2 separate regions of the Mus musculus genome follow, and region 1 is linked to region 2. A link is a contact called in public HiChIP or PLAC-seq data. All regions are on one chromosome and are shown on one strand. The core of a region is the stretch at or near the end of the contact, and the rest is flanking DNA. Distances in the headings are between cores, read along the strand shown. Region 1 holds the start of Kirrel (kirre like nephrin family adhesion molecule 1). Region 2 has its middle 6.9 kb from the start of Gm24472.

Region 1 (4,417 bases), core at 820-3,319, 100 kb before region 2:
ACATTAAACATAATCTAGTACGTTATACTTCCCACAGACCAATCTCCCCACCCCTCTCTTTGAGTGAACCTTTAAAAGGAAGGAACTTGTGTGTATTCAGGGTGTTATTATATAGGCTGAGTTCCTGGGTTTTTCTTGAACTTACAATTACATTTGGTTTTGTTGTTTGTGTGTTTTGTTGTTGCTGCTGTTGTTTTAAGACAGGCTTTCATTTTAGCCCTGGCTGTCCTGGATCTTCCTAAAAGGACCGGGTTGGCCTTTACTCACAGAGATAAGCCTGCCTCCTCCTTCCCAAGTACTGGGACTAAAGGTGTGAATCATGATGCCCAGCCAGTTCTCCGCCATTGTCTCCTGAGCTAGCGTTACAGACATGCACCACTATACTCGGATTCATTCATTCATTCATTCATTCATTCATTCATTCATTCATTCATTCATTCATTTATAATCTGACTGGTTTTGTGACTGGACCATATCAAGTACCAAAGCAATACCTGTTGAATGATCAGTTGATGAATAAACTAAAAACCCTAACATGTCTGAGTGCATGTGTTTGTATGGATGCTTGTCTCTGTGTGGGGTGGTATTCTTAATCTCTGGATTAGATATCCCTGTCTTAAAATTTTGGTTTTTGTCTATGCTTGCAAATATTTTTAACATAAAGAGAACTCTGAGTCATATTATGCTTTTGAATATGAACTTATGGGTCGTTTGTTAGTTTGGTTGGTTGACTGGTTAGCTGGCTAGTTTTGACTTTGTTTCTGTGCCCTCTAATTGTTCCAGATTGCGTCTGGACCACTCACTCAATCTAACTGTCAAGATTTTTTGAGGAAACTGTGCCCATCTCATATCAGCAGAGGGCACTAGAGCTGTGTGCCTTAGTTCCAAGCCTGAAGATAAAGCTATCTTGGCCAGGAGCTTTTAGGGACTCAGGAGATCTAGAATATGAGAAGGAAGAGGTGGAGGCCTCTCCAGATGGGCGTAATTGCAAAGTTGTGCAATTCCTGTGTTTCTATTATTTCTCCCACACTCAGCAGCCCAGTGAGCAGAAGGATGTATTTAGGGATTGGGAGAGGAGGTGGCTACTACACTGGGTTCTGGACTGGAGAACCCACCCGAATGCACTTCTATTTCGATTCTCCATGTCTTCACCCCAGTGCACCTCAAGTTCCTGAGTGCTTAGAGATCGATCAGTGGCTGCCTTCTGTAGCAAGCCTTCGGGGAGGCACAAGAGAAAGCCACCGAGTTCTTTGGTTTTCCCTCCGGATAGATAAATGTCTGGGGTGAACAAAGGAAGAGTTAACTGCGCCTCTTCATGGCTGCTACGGACTCCAGCGCTGAGGCGGGCCTCAATGTGGCTGGCTGAAGCCCTCAGAAGGGGCTCAAAGACAGTCAAGATTTCTCCAGCCTGAGATTTGTAGGCAAGAAGAGCTTCTCCCTCTCCAACACTCTCGAGTTAATTGAGAATTCTTAATTTAGGCATCTAGGGTTAGATTCTGGGGTTTGGGATTAAAACGAAGAAGAGATCTTAAAGCTTTTACACCCCCATCCCCCAGACGCATAAGAAGCACACCCCTCCTAACACAGTCATCCAAATTGATGAAGGTTCGTCCTCAGTCCTGGCTGCCACCCCATGCCCGGCTCAGTTACACCACTGGGGGTAAAAGTAGGTCTCGCACCAAGCACTGGTGGGCCAGGACCCAGCGGTCCTTGCTCCAGAGCCTGCGACGCCTCGTTCTCCCCACCCCTCCCCACCCCTTGCCTCTGCCCTCAATTCCTTTCTCTTTGCTCTCCTCCCATCTCGGTTCCAGCGAGCGGAGCGAGTGTGTGCGCGCGCGTTGGGGGACCAGGGGAGGGCAGTGGAGGGAGGCGCCGTCGGAGGGAGAGCAGACGTCAGGAAGAGAGGGAGGGAGCCGGGGAGGGAAGAGAGGGAGAGGGAGAGAGAGCGCGCGGCGCGGAGGTTGAGAGAGGCCCCGAGAGATAAAGCCGGAGGGCAGAAATTATTAGGGGGCGCGGGACGAGAGGAGGGGCCAGGGGAGCGAGCCGGCGGCTAGAGAGGCAAGCGAGTGTGCGCCTTGTGTGCAAGGGCGGGAGGGAGGAGAGAGAGCCAGCGGCGGCCCCGCTCGCGCCGACTGGGGCCCAGCGGCGGGCGGACAGCATGCTGAGCCTCCTCATCTGGATCCTCACTCTCTACAACACTTTCTCACAAGGTAAGCCCCAGCCGCGGGCTAGGGAGTCCAGGGAACGGGCGTGGAGTTTCCGGGAGAACACCGAGGAGTTCTTGGTGAAGCGGCCCAACTTGCTTCCTCTGGCTGCGCGGGAGAACAGAGAACTTAGGTCGCAAAAGCCGAGATCCGAGTAGAAAAGGGATCGGAGTGCTCAAAGTCTTTCCTCCAGTTCCTGGCGGTCCTTCCTCCATCCCTCCACTTCCTGGGCCCAGGGCCGGACTACTGGGTCCTGGGCAAGAGAAAGGCTGGGAGGAGATGGGATTTGATTTCAGATTTGGGGGGCGGAGTGCGTGGAAAACACAGACGCAGGCTTCCTAAGATGAGGCTGAGGGATCCTGCTACCCCAATCCAGCCTACAGTCACCTTCATCTGATGTGCGGCTGCATACTGCTTGGGGCTGCCCCTCAAAGGAAGGCTATATTCGGTCCCCCGCCCTGGAGGTTGTGGGTGGGAGATAGAAGTCTAGATACCAGGGTTGTCTGGGTTCAGGGGAAGGGGAGTTGACTGAGCCAGGCACTCACTTCGGGTCAGAAAAGTGCAGGTTTCTGAGGCTCCTTTGGAACTAGCTGGGCAGAGCTGGTAGGAAGAGTGGGAGAGAGATGAGTGCATTCAGGTACACTGGGCTGGATGCACGTGAAGGAACCAAGGGTCCAAACCCCAGCCAGGCCTGGGGTCTGCAGGAAAAGGCTTTTGCCTCCTGAGACTGACTCCAAGGAAGATTTAACACTGTCGAGCCCCTCGCCTGAACTGGAGCACAGAAATCAGACACACAGATAGCTTCCAACAGAGACATGGAGACAGACTACTCACCTAAGGAGACCCCCCCACCACCCACACACACACACACATGGAGACAGACACATACACAAAGACACTGATTGACACCTCTGAAGAAGGAAGATTCCTCTTCTAAGCTGACACACACTTGCCTAGTTATACCCTGGCATCAAACTTAAACTGTACATACATGTTTCCTACATTCAAAGGACATAGCACTCACTCACACAGAATTGCTTCCACACACCCCAGCCATGGAGCAAACAAAGAAACTTGGGGCAGACATTCTTATAGGCAGGCGCCTACAGAGATGTTACAGTCTTCAAAATGGAGGAGGTGGTCTCTCACTGGGGTGGGTGAGTGATCTGGAAAGAGAGAAGCCGCAGAATGGAAAGAGCCCCAGGCATTGGCCAGCTCTCTTCCTCTCCTGAATGGTGTGTGTGTGTGTGTGTGTGTGTGTGTGTGTGTGTGTAGGGGGTGGGGTGCTCCACTGGACCCCCCTCCCCTTTGCTAGCCCTCTCTCCTCCAGCTCGGAAGGCAAAGCTTGGCTTAGCTTAGGGGTCTCAATTCCCTTTCCCTCCCTGGAGCCTCAGGACCCTCTTAGAACATGAGAAGGCGCACATCCGCTGTGTGAGAGCAGGAGTCGAGTTAGGGGGAGGGAGAAAAGAAGGCCTGGTTTCAGGTTGGCCACTTGTCAGAAAGTTGGGAAGATAAGTTAAGTTCTGACTTTGTTCAAGCCAGGTTGCTGGAGAGGGGGAGGGGAAGAGCATGGCCGGTCGAGGGGCAGCTGTGTCAGTTCTGATAGGTGTCAGAAGCAGGCATCTCTCTGCCCCTCTCTTGCAGCCCTCATATTCCAACCAAGTAGAACGAGCTTTAAGAAACAGAAGCTGCAGTTAGCAAACATGAGAGACATGTAGCTTGAATCCCGGCTGACTGGAGGTCAGGGAAAAAAATGCTTGCCGAGTACCTGTCCATCATTGTGGGTGGGTGTGGCTAGGGAAGGCAACCGAATCCCAGCCTACTTGACTCTTATCAGAGGTGAAAGCCAGAACTGCAGAGGGGTGCAGATGTGTGTTTGGGGAGGAAAGCAAAGGGAGAGAGGGGAGTCAGGAGAGCCGCTCGCTCCTCGGCGGAGGGTTGGGGAGGAGACCCTTAGGGGAGAAATGGGGACATGGGGACACTGGCAAGCTGAGGACGAGGCAGGGAGAGTACACAGGGTGGTTGGCTGTGAGCTGGAGGAGGAGGGATGGTAGTGGGAAGTGAGGACGAGGAGAGGTAGTCTGAGGAGCAGCAAAACTGAGAACAGAGAAGAGCCGGGAAGGGGAAATTCAGCCTCGCTGAGAAATAACAGCCGTATTCTAAAGACTTTCGATGGGTTTCATCTATCTTCATTTTTTACTAAATAATTTTCT
Region 2 (4,020 bases), core at 1,225-3,724:
TCTCTAAATCCACTCACCCTTACCAAGTTTCCTGGCATAGTCCATTGCCCCACCGGGTCTCACTATGCCTAGCTGGCCTCTTCCTCCTAAGTGCTGGGATTAAAGGCATATGTCACTGTGTTCAATAGACCTTAATACTTAATAACAGGTTTAGAGGCAGAGCAATGCATTACTTTGTCATATGCCTATATTTATTTTGAAATGGTCTCATTCAATAGTACAAAATGGCCTAGAACCCACTATGTGGAGCAGGGGGTCCTGAAACTTGTGGCACTCCTCCTGGCTCTGCCTCTTGGGGGCTGGGATTTCAGATGAGTGCCACCAAACCTTGTCTGCAATATTCAGCATCCCATCGCCTAGTACAGTAGAGTTGATCCCCGTGTTCTGGAGGAATGCTGTGATAGAGGAGAAAAACAGTCAAATCTGTGAAATAGGGAAATTTAACCAGTGCTCAAGCTGGAAGAAGTACAGATTTCCATGAAGAACTTTGGCTCTGGTGAGGCCAAGCTGAGAAGCAGTGGCCAGTGTATACTAGTGCTGAGAGTTCTCTTGCTGAGTCCCTAACTGACAGACAACGCTGACTTGATTATTTTTGGTCAATATGCTATAAATGGAAGTAATATGTCACTTCCAGACCAAAATGTTTCATTGTTCCATTTTTTTCTCCTGTCTTAGGAACAACATCCCATTAATTATGTTGTCAGAATTTCTAGAGTGAAAACCTGGCCCTCACAGGTCTGAACATGGTAGGTTCAGCCACTCTTACCTATACAACAATTAAGGAGATGGATAAGATAAAGAAGAAAGAGGAGAAGATCTAATTGATGTGGCCCAATTAAGAATAAATAAAGAGATCCAGGGACTCCTAGGTTTACAAAGTAGTAACATGAGGCTTAGGTTAAACAGAGGAAGAACTGGGGTGGATAGGCAAAAAGTATGGTTAAGAAATGCTGATTAAAGTACGGTCTGGCTGATCATTTTCTCAGTCCTGGTTCTGTAAGGTGGTCCGAAGAAGTCCTGATCATTGCCCACTACTTGTCTTAGTTAGGGTTTTCATTGCTGTGAAGAGACACCATGACCAAGACAACTCTTAAACATTTAATTGGGAATCACTTACAGTTTCAGAGGTTCAGTCCATTATCATCAAGGTGAGAGCATGGCAGTGTCCAGGCAGGCATGGAAGCTACCAGGTAGAAGGAGCTGAGAGTTCTAGATCCTGACCTGAAGGCAGCAAAAGGAGGCTGACTACTACAGGACCCAGGAGGAGACTGGATTCCACACTGTGCAGATCCTGAGCATAGGAGACCTCAAAGCCTGCCCCCACAGTGACACAATTCCTCCAACAAAGCTGTACCTACTCCAAAATCACACCTCCTAATAGTGCCACTCCTCATGGGCCAAGCATTCAAACACATGAGTTTAGAACTATTCAGACCAGCACAGCACTTAAAAGGATCAATCAGCTTCCCAGGAGATGGCCACTTCCTAGTCACCCTCATCTGCTGGGGCTTGGGAGAGCTCCACTGTGCAAATGTCTGCTGTGAATTCAGGGCAACTGGAAGTTTAAGATAATTTGTCTCTGGACTTTCAACCTTGAAGAAGATAAGACAAACTTGATGGGCATTCTTTGAGTGATTAGCACACGTGAGTGTAGAGTTAAACAGGTGATCCAAAGTAAAGGGCAACAGCAGCCACAACGAAGACAGAAGTGCCAGCCCCTGGCCTGTGTCTGTGATCTTTGAGGCTAAGTTAGGAGTCGATGTTCTTTTAAGGCAAAGACCTTCTAAGTGCCCACTCCCAGTCCCAGGTGGAGAGCGTTGTAGTGGTCTCTGCCTGGGCCCCTGAGGGATTGGTCAAAGCAGGGTCCCTATGTCAATTTGTGATAAAACATGGGTGTTGATGGTGTCTTCATTTTACTATGATATTGTCTGGAAGTCTAATCAAAGGGCTTGTGTGTGCTGAACAGGGCTCTACCACTGAATACCCCTAGCTCCCAAGAGCCTAATGTTTTGTGGTTATCCACTACTGTAAGCCAGTGTATGCTATCTTCATTAAAATCCTGCTTTTCACCATTTGTTTATCCAGGAAAATTACATCTTCACATCTATCTCTTCTCCTCTGTGAAATAGAAATAAATTGCTTATAGTCTCCATTCTACTGAAACTGCTTGGTTTGAGAAGTCTTTGGGGAAGGGATGTTTGCTCCTATCTTACACATGGGGGGCGGAGGGCTAATGTCAGCAATTGCCCCCGGGGTTCAGGAAGAAGTATCAAGTCCAGGATGAGGCCTAGATTAAGAGCTAAGCGGTGCTGTGTAACTGGTTGATGTTCACATGGCAGGTGAGTCTCACCCTTTTCTGAGCTCCCTTGCCCTTCTCCATGAACGTCTGTGAGCACTTAGTGGGATGAGATATACAAAAGCCTTTTGTAAGTCGTGGGATGCTGTCCAAATGTGAGTTGTCTGGGACTGGTGATGCTGTTACATTCCACACCGGTAGCATCATCCCATACCACACACCCCACTGCCTGGTGCAGACACTCTTCTAGCCATGACCTGACAGTAGAAAGTGCTTGTTCAGCTGGGCTTAATAGGTCCGATCTTGCCAGGCCCCAGGCTTCTAAATCCAAAGGATCAGTTCTCTGGAAGAAAAGAAAAAAGAGAAAAAAAAAAGGCACCTGGGGAAGAGAAAGAAAAATCAGTTCATTAGCGCTCACTTTCCTGTTTCCTTTCTGCGCTGTAATTAGCCGCACAGAGGCAACCTCCTGTGGAGAACAGGACTGCAGCCGGAACTGGACTGGGAGCTTTGTCTTGTCTTCCTCTGCGCAGACGCCTGCTCTCCTGTGCTTTCCATGCAGGCTCATCCTGGGGACAGTTCATATTTTGAGACCCAGATCAGTGTTCCCTTTCCCCAAAAGACACACTGGTTAAAGCACCTTTTCAAACAGTGCCCTGCCAATATTCCTAGCAGAGGCTGGCTCCTCAGAATTACACAAGACTGGGGCTAAGGGATATCCCAAACCTGGCTCTCCTCGGAATGCCCATGATTCATTCCCTCACCAAAATAAATACTTAGAAATATGATACAGAACCTCAAAAACTGTAGGCAGCTCAGGGCCATCTGATCCAATTAAGCAAAAGCATTCGCCTCAGAGAAGACATATGGGCTCCTCATCAAACCCATCAAGGGACACAGTGTGACTTTGTATAGAGTATGAAATCCGAATGGTTGGGCTCGTCTCAGTCTCCCCAGTCCCTGTGCCTTTGGAGGAATCCTTTGGCCTTTCTTTCTCAGCCTTGGCTTCCTCATCAATAAAAGTATTCTTTCATCCATGTTACAAATGCTGGCTGACTATTCACCATGTATTAGTCTCAATCAACCCAATACCAAGAACAAAGCTCAGGCCCTGCTCTCATAACCACACTGAATTAGCTGGGGAAAAGACAATAAATAGGTTGGCTGCCAGAGAAGGGAGAGCTAAGGACACAGATGAAATGCTGTAAGCCCAGAGGGTAGATAGGAGAGTGAGCGTTTATGCTGCGTGGTCAGGAAAGGGCTGAAAGTTCAGTTACAAGCAAGGTAAGCTGGGCATTTATCTAGAGACAAGATGATTCCAGACGAAGGCACTGGCAGCTGTGAAGAGCCTGAGGCAGGAATGTGTGTGGAAGACTCAGAGAGGAGCAGTAAGAAAGTGGGAAGCTACCCTGGTAGACAGTGAAACAGGAAAGACAGTGGTGGGGGGGGGCGTTGAAAATTACTCTAGAGGTAGAAAGATATAATAAATTGTTATAGCGGTTAGAGTCCAGTTTGGACATTTATGAACTCTCGATATCTTGTTGAAAATAAAATAAAGGTAGACAAAGATTGTAAAATAATAGGGAAACTCTATTCAAAGAAGAGAAGTGATAAAAGTTAGAAAAGAATAAACTCAAAACTGACAGTGAGACATGTGGGTGAGGTACAGAAGGACCCTGACAATTATTGGGGGGTTGCTCTTACGGGGTTCAAGAGAAGGAGTTTGG

The links. HiChIP or PLAC-seq counts read pairs in DNA pulled down with a chosen protein or histone mark.
Region 1: a CTCF HiChIP or PLAC-seq map of the NIH/3T3 cell line shows a contact between it and region 2, with 19 read pairs. The contact joins the promoter of Kirrel here to the enhancer-like site in region 2. A contact is called at or near these places in 12 of 39 promoter capture datasets (the 3T3-L1 cell line, 3T3-L1-derived adipocytes, cranial neural crest and 8 more), 4 of 15 datasets of contacts at CTCF or cohesin (the NIH/3T3 cell line, embryonic stem cells and large pre-B cells), 119 of 484 Hi-C or Micro-C datasets (the 63-12 cell line, 8-cell embryo, the AML12 cell line and 61 more), 35 of 115 datasets of contacts at active chromatin or transcription factors (the 230-238 cell line, the NIH/3T3 cell line, a beta-TC-6 cell line and 22 more) and 6 of 9 other capture datasets (adipose tissue, embryonic stem cells, embryonic tail and 3 more).

What each region holds. Positions count from the first base shown.
Region 1 is chr3:87,172,189-87,176,605 of GRCm38.p6, reverse strand. It overlaps Kirrel (kirre like nephrin family adhesion molecule 1), which reads left to right and starts at 2,069. Exons shown (of 16, transcript NM_001170985.2): 1 at 2,069-2,210.
Region 2 is chr3:87,071,820-87,075,839 of GRCm38.p6, reverse strand. No RefSeq gene overlaps it. Among named protein-coding and RNA genes, the nearest start is that of Gm24472, 6.9 kb to the right of the region's middle. Within about 2 kb of position 2,474, at least 64 of the 459 cell types and tissues checked have an H3K27ac peak or open chromatin away from gene starts, as enhancers often do. A contact at or near this core is called in the C2C12 cell line, the NIH/3T3 cell line, Sertoli cells and 12 more, where this site is marked.